Linked DNA regions of Dromaius novaehollandiae: region 2 is linked to region 1. A link is a contact called in public Hi-C data. All regions are on one chromosome and are shown on one strand. The core of a region is the stretch at or near the end of the contact, and the rest is flanking DNA. Distances in the headings are between cores, read along the strand shown. Region 1 overlaps DGKD (diacylglycerol kinase delta). Region 2 holds the start of DGKD (diacylglycerol kinase delta).

The links. A called contact is a pair of places that touch in the nucleus more often than the background predicts.
Region 2: a Hi-C map of blood shows a contact between it and region 1, with 1.7 times the contacts expected there. The contact joins the promoter of DGKD here to the enhancer-like site in region 1. A contact is called at or near these places in 3 of 4 Hi-C or Micro-C datasets (blood, brain and ovary).

Annotation. Positions count from the first base shown.
Region 1 is chr9:28,232,580-28,236,085 of bDroNov1.hap1, forward strand. DGKD (diacylglycerol kinase delta) reads right to left here. Exons shown (of 29, transcript XM_064516988.1): 4 at 797-901. Among named protein-coding and RNA genes, the nearest start is that of DGKD, 35 kb to the right of the region's middle. Within about 2 kb of position 1,927, at least 1 of the 2 cell types and tissues checked has open chromatin away from gene starts, as enhancers often do.
Region 2 is chr9:28,267,764-28,270,964 of bDroNov1.hap1, forward strand. DGKD (diacylglycerol kinase delta) reads right to left here and starts at 1,276. Exons shown (of 29, transcript XM_064516988.1): 1 at 1,053-1,276. The coding sequence starts at 1,220.

The DNA of each region.
Region 1 (3,506 bases), core at 677-3,176:
AGACTCTCACATAACAGTCAGAAAAGGCAGAAACAGAATGTTCTTTACTAGGGAAGAGTACGCCATATGCAGTTTATGCACAGCAGCTGTAGCTCAAGAAATACTTTAAGCCAGCACAGACTGCTTGAAGAAGGAGTCGCACCTTCCCCGCTCTGGTGCCATCTTCGATCCTTGTCTTATCACAAGCTTATGAAGCTCTGTAGGGAAACAAACTTACCTGCTGGGGAGCTCATCCTTCCCTTTCCCTTTTTTGGTTGCATTAGTTTTCAGCAGGATCAGTTCTGCAATCTGATTTATTCCCTAGCACAGGAATGCTTGTGCCAGCATAAGGGAGGGGACAAGAGGGAGACAGGCATCAGAGTGGGGAGAATGCAAGACAGCTGCTCCTGGTGGCAGTGACAGGTCAAAGCGCTGGTGTGAGTACAGCCACAGAGGGCAGGGTACACATGAAGCAAACAGAAGCACTGAGGTAGGCAGAATAGCAAGCAAGCGAGCTATGAGGTAGGACAGGGAGGATAACCGAGCAGTAAAAAGAGAACTGTGTTTCATACCCTCCCCACACTCTGCAAAGTGCTTTCAAAGTTACCCCAGGGACAGTGTACACAGTAACAAGCACTCTTTGGAGAACCATTTCAGTGTATTTGGGATGGTTTTTACAGAAGGCCTAATGCCATACCCATCACAGTCAATAAAAGTGATTTCTATTAACTTCACTGGAAGCTGACTTAATCTCATAAAACAAGTGATAATTTAGGAGATGGTGCACATAGTGCAAAAGAGCAAGTTTTCTCATTACCTCAAAGTGTTCGCGGTTCTGTACAGTCTTCAGTGCTGCAATCCAATCTTCCATCTCTTTTCTGTTATCAGCACAAAGAATGAGCTTCCGACATGGAGTGATAATCTGAAGGGGGAAGAAAAAAATTAAGCGCATGTGTTCTGGGCATGTCAGTGAGAGAGAGAGAGAGAGAACACGTTACTACATACCTAGTCTATTGAAGCTACTTTCAGAGGCAATGAGCTGCAACAGAGGTCATTTACACTTTTCAACCGTATTTCTTTTATATCATAACCTAACTGAATTCCTTTGCTAAGTTTACAGAACCACAGAGATTTTCTCTCTCATTCCCTACATTGACCTGAGTTAGGAAATGTCTCTGAATAGCCAAATAAGAGCACAACATAGAAATCAAGCACAGAACCATAAAGTACTTCATGATGTTTTAAATTGGCAACATTGGCAACTATATTAAAACATTTTGTTAACAATATAATACACTCATTTCTATCCAATAATAAATTAGATAACATATTTGGTAAATTAAACTGCACAGCACTAAATATTTAAGAGAGAAATATCCTAAAACTGGCAGACAAATTAACAGATGTTTCATCAGATCAGTGACTAATTCGTTAGAAGAATAACCCAAAAGGTCTGTTTTCCTTGCAGGCTGGCTTGTGTTCCCTAACCTACGTTGTTTCTTGACTTAAGTATTCTGTATCGTACGCAGCTATAGCGTGACTGAAGAGTTCATAAACTCTAATGCTCTGTAATTGCCTTTAATGATCAGCCCACCCAAACTCTCTCGAGACTCCCACTCTTCTCACCGCCCATACCAGCAGATTAAAACCCTACCATTTAGAGTCAGGACTAGCAGGGAAAAAGAAAAAAAAAAAAATCAAACCAAATAAATAATCTAGAAGAGAAATTACCGTATTTTAACCCATCTCCTGAATGCTTATTCTAAGTTTATTACATAAAAGAGATTCCAACATATGCTCCACTAGCAGCCTGGGATCGTGGCTAGTTTGCCTTTCATTAAAACTTCTATCTTCAGCGTGTTTCTACCCTGAGCTAACTCACACGTGTTAGCTGCCCTGAATGAACGGTGCAGTGGAGCGCTCTAACAAACGAGCAGCAGACGTGCACGGGGCAGGAGTTCCCCTCGGCCCGGAAAGGCGGACAAGTCTGCGCAGCCTGCCAGCCAGGCGCCCTCCCGTTGTCAGACGGCGGCAGCAGAGAGAAATGAAAGCTCCTGGGCTTCAGAGGCCCACGTCTGCTGTCCACAGGGCTGCCCGCTTTGACCTGCCTCTCCATTCAGCTGGGATCCAGACTGGACTATAAACCAGTATTTATTCTTCTTAAAACAACAGTCTCTCTTGCCCACACCTGAGTTTCCTTATCTTGGCTTACTACCACTATCTCTTTGTGTACACCTCTGTCCTGATTCCCATCCAACTGCCTTCGATTAGACCGATATGGAAGCGCTTGCAAGATCTGGGTATAAGAAAAGCTGCATTAAGGTTGAGCACCATTAACCAAAAACAAACAAGCAAAACAAAACAAAAAACCAAACAAAAAACCACCTCTATGTCAACTCTAACACTTCCAGCAGCCCAGAGTCTCTTGTGCCTCTCTGGATTTCGTACACAACAACTTGTCTCGATCATCTGCTTTTCCAGCAAATTCTGCTGCACCATCTGAAGCAACAGATTACAACAAACTAGGACCGTGTCAGGTTCACGAGGCCCGTGCAGCTCTCGCCAGCGTGTAATCAAAGCACTACAGTCCCACGTTTGGTTAATCAACACCAAAAATATACACACATCACCTGAATACATGACCCCTGCTAACTGCCGCTTGCCACTCTGTTTTCCACTTCTCTCATTATGATTCATAAAACAGATTAAAAATAAACACTTCTGAAGTTGAACATCAAACTTCCTGTTGATACAGTGTCTCACAGCCTTCCCTAGAAATGCCTGTGTAATGTCAACAAAAAAGATACACCTGTAAAGTTCTGCTTTAAGCTCTCCCATTTTCAAAATGTTCCTTTTTACAGGACAGATCGCAGCATCCATCTGCAATTACACAAACGTTACCCCAGCACCTAGCAAGGAGCCCTACAGCCACGTTGCAGACATAACGCCTGGAGCTAAATACATTTCTAAAGCAAGGAGTGGCCCTACATAGCCAGAAACGCAGTTCCGGTATGCAACAGCCTATCTTGAACTAAATGATCTGATCTATACCAACTGCAAACAAACAGAAATAAATATTTGCAGTTTTGTAAAAACAAAACTTTGAAGGAGTCTCCCCTGAAGTTTCCTTTAATTCCAATTCCGACCAAATTTGTTCACAAAGAAGGAAAGCATGAGAGTCTTCCTTTTTGCTTGGGAAAAATGGGAGGTTAGATGTATTTTCATCAGAAGTTTAGCTAGGTAAGAAAGGCTGCTCTACAGAGAGACCTACCAGAGTACCGCTAAAATCAGTGTGAAGTTAGAGATGAACCTGCAGCATCTCTGACGCCCTGCTAGGAGGAAGCAGCCTTTTCCCTGGAAGTAAACCCAAGTTGAAATAAGCTGCTCAGACAGTGCAGAAAAGCCCCGCTTTCCTTGTTGCAAAGCCAGGAACAGTTGCGCATTCAAGAGCAAACACGACAGTACGTACAACAGTGCCCTATGGAAAGTCCAAACCCGGTAAAATGACCTTCTGCTACTTTAAAACT
Region 2 (3,201 bases), core at 26-2,525, 35 kb after region 1:
TGGAGGGAGTTGCTGGCATGTCCAGGAGTGGTTTGCAGGGAGATTGCAGGCGAGTCCCTGAGGGGCGGTTGGGGGCGGAAGGGTCACCAGCAGGTCCCTGAGGGGCGGTTTGGGGTTGGGGGGGAGAGGGCCGCTGACAGGTCCCTGAGGGGCGGTTGGGGAGGGAGGAGTCACCAGCAGGTCCCTGAGGGGCGGTTTGGGGGGGGGGAGGGGTCACAGGCAGGTCCCCGAGGGGTGGTTTTGCGGGGGGGAGGGGTGCAGCAGGTCCCTCGGGGCGGTTAGGGAAGGAGAGAAGGGTCACAGGCAGGTCCCTGAGGGGCGGTTTGGGGGGGGGGGGGAAGGGGTGCGGCAGATCCCTCAGGGGCGGTTGGGGGGAGGGAGGGTCACAGGCAGGTCCCTGAGGGGCGGTTGGGGGGGGGGAGGGTCACAGGCAGGTCCCTCAGGGGCGGTTGGGGGGAGGGAGGATCACAGGCAGGTCCCTGAGGGGCGGTTTGGGGGGGGGAAGGGGTGCGGCAGATCCCTGAGGGGCGGTTGGGGGGAGGGAGGGTCACAGGCAGGTCCCTGAGGGGCGGTTGGGGGGAGGGAGGGTCACAGGCAGGTCCCTGAGGGGCGGTTTGGGGGGAGGGAGGGTCACAGGCAGGTCCCTGAGGGGCGGTTTGGGGGGGGGAGGGTCACAGGCAGGTCCCTGAGGGGCGGTTGGGGGGAGGGAGGGTCACAGGCAGGTCCCTGAGGGGCGGTTTGGGGGGGGGGAGGGTCACAGGCAGGTCCCTGAGGGGCGGTTTGGGGGGGGGGAGGGTCACAGGCAGGTCCCTGAGGGGCGGTTGGGGGGGGGAGGGTCACAGGCAGGTCCCTGAGGGGCGGTTGGGGGGGGGAGGGTCACAGGCAGGTCCCTGAGGGGCGGTTGGGGGGGGAAGGCTGAGGGGGCGCGAGGGGCTCGGCGGCGACGCAGGCCGGGCCGGGAGAGGAGGGGGAGGCGGCGGCGCGGAGGGAGCAGCAGCGGCAGAGCCGGCCGCAGCGCTGCCGGAGCCCGAGGCCCTGCCCGCCGCGCTCACCTTCTGGCGGATCTGCCCGGACGTGGAGACTTTGCGGATGAGTTTCTGCGGGGAGCCCGGCTCCTGCTCCGGCTCGCTGTCCGACGACTCGTCCGCCGCGGCGCTGGCGGCGGCGGCGGCGACCGCCCCGGCCTGGGGCTGGGGCTGCGCGGCGCCCGCCGCCGCCATGCTGCACCGAGCGCAGCGGCGCCGAGCGGAGCGGAGCCGAGCGGAGCCGAGCGGGGCGGCGCGGCGCTACCGGCGCCCTCTCCCGCCGTGCGCCGCGCGCTGCAGCCGCCCGCGCGCGGCGGCGGCGGCACCCCCTGGCGGCGGCCGCGCCCCGCCCCGCCCCGCGAGCCGTTGGGGGCAGCCGTTGGGGGCAGCCGTTGGGGGCAGCCGTTGGGGGCAGCCGTTGGGGGCAGCCGTTGGGGGCAGCCGTTGGGGGCAGCCGTTGGGGGCGAGCGCGGCCCTTCAGGCACTCTGGCCGTGTCGTCCGTCCCCCCCCCCCCCCCCGCTACCCACTAAGCCGTTTCTCCCCTGCGCTGCTCACTGGAGAAACCGTAACCGCTCTGTTTTGTGGAAACACCAGCGTTTACAGGAGAGCATCATTTGTGAAGCACAAATATGTCCGGTTGCACCAGGGATGGGGGGCGCCGGGCTTGGTGCGGCGAGGGCAGTCCACCTCTCGTCGCTGCGGCCTGAGGGACGCTCTCAGCCCTCGCAAGCCGAGCTCTTGCAGCCTTTTCAGTCAGGTTCCTGCAGGATTGTTCCCCCATCTGAGTTTATGGCTTTTGCATACAGGAAAGTAATGCAGCCCTTGGAATGATATTAAAGCTTTGCATGAGCCTAAGCAAGTTTCGTTGCAAACTGAAATAAGCCATCTCACCACAGCATTGTTCACCCTGTGTCCTGCTTGGTCCAAACACCATGGTGTCTTTATTAGGGGCCAAATAAAGCATTTCAGCTTAGAGCTTCGATGAGGTGAGCCAAAAAGCTGGGATCTCTCCTTGATTCTTGGGGTTGTTTCCACTCGTCAATTCTTCCACTGTTTTTAATAAAATACTGTAGGGTAAATCATGTAGGGGCAAGTTAGAGTGCTTCCTTTCTGCCCCTAGTTAGGATCTGTTTTAATCAGCCTCCTGCAAAAAAAGGTACTTTCCACCCACTATGTCTTACAGTCCACCGGCCCCTGACAATCTGACTTTAGTATCTGTTTAATCAGACACTGCTAAGTGAGAGCAATTGGCTTTTCTTGTCTCCCACCTACTCACAGTCAAAGCAGGTTCCTGATGCCAAATAACACTTTATTTTTCAATACAGAAACATTCTTGCCTGACTCAGCCTTTCCACACGCCATTTCTCATTAGTACTGTTAGCATTAGGTAACTCGGCCCTGAAGCACTTGTCTCTCTAACGCCCGGATCCCCGGGAAAGGCAGGAGAAGCTGCCTTCGGAGAGCTGCCTGGTTTATAGTATCCCATAGCTACAGCTACGTAGCTGGGATTTCATGGAGACAGATGGGAAAAAAAGCATTTGTCACCAAACTTGTACCTTCAGCAGACAGCTTAAGCACTGAGGCGATATATTTGATGCAAGTCCTGCTCAAAATAGGCAGTTTCATAGATGCTATCATTTTCGGGCCTTATCACTCTCCGCGGGCTGGGGGCCTGTTCTATAAATGGGCTCCCACCACATCAAAGGCAGAGGGTCAGGAAATTGGATTACTCTCTTCCAGCTGTAAATATGACTAGCAGGCTACAGGTCTGACTTCTTAGAGGATCGTGTAACATCAGAACCAGAAGAAAGGAAAGATAAAAGGCAAACAGTTCCAGCTAAAGACCTCTTTTCTGCTGACAAAGGTCAGCATCTGTTGACTAAAGAGCAGGGGAATAAAAGGCCAGCCTGGCTCGCAGAAAGAGAAGATGAAGGAGCCAGCAGAAAGCGTTCACTCCCTCTCTGGGCAAGTGAGCAAACAGGCCAACGCAGGGCTAAGCTAATGGTCAAATGTCTGAAACTGCTTTTCTAAGCTAATTCAAAAGCACTGATTTAACCACTGCGACTCCACCTCTTTTTGCAGCATGGCACATTGTGACTTTGTTACACGATTAGCTTACAGAACTCATCGCCACAGATGGATTCAAGAGGAAAGTAGTAACAGAGGTACCACACA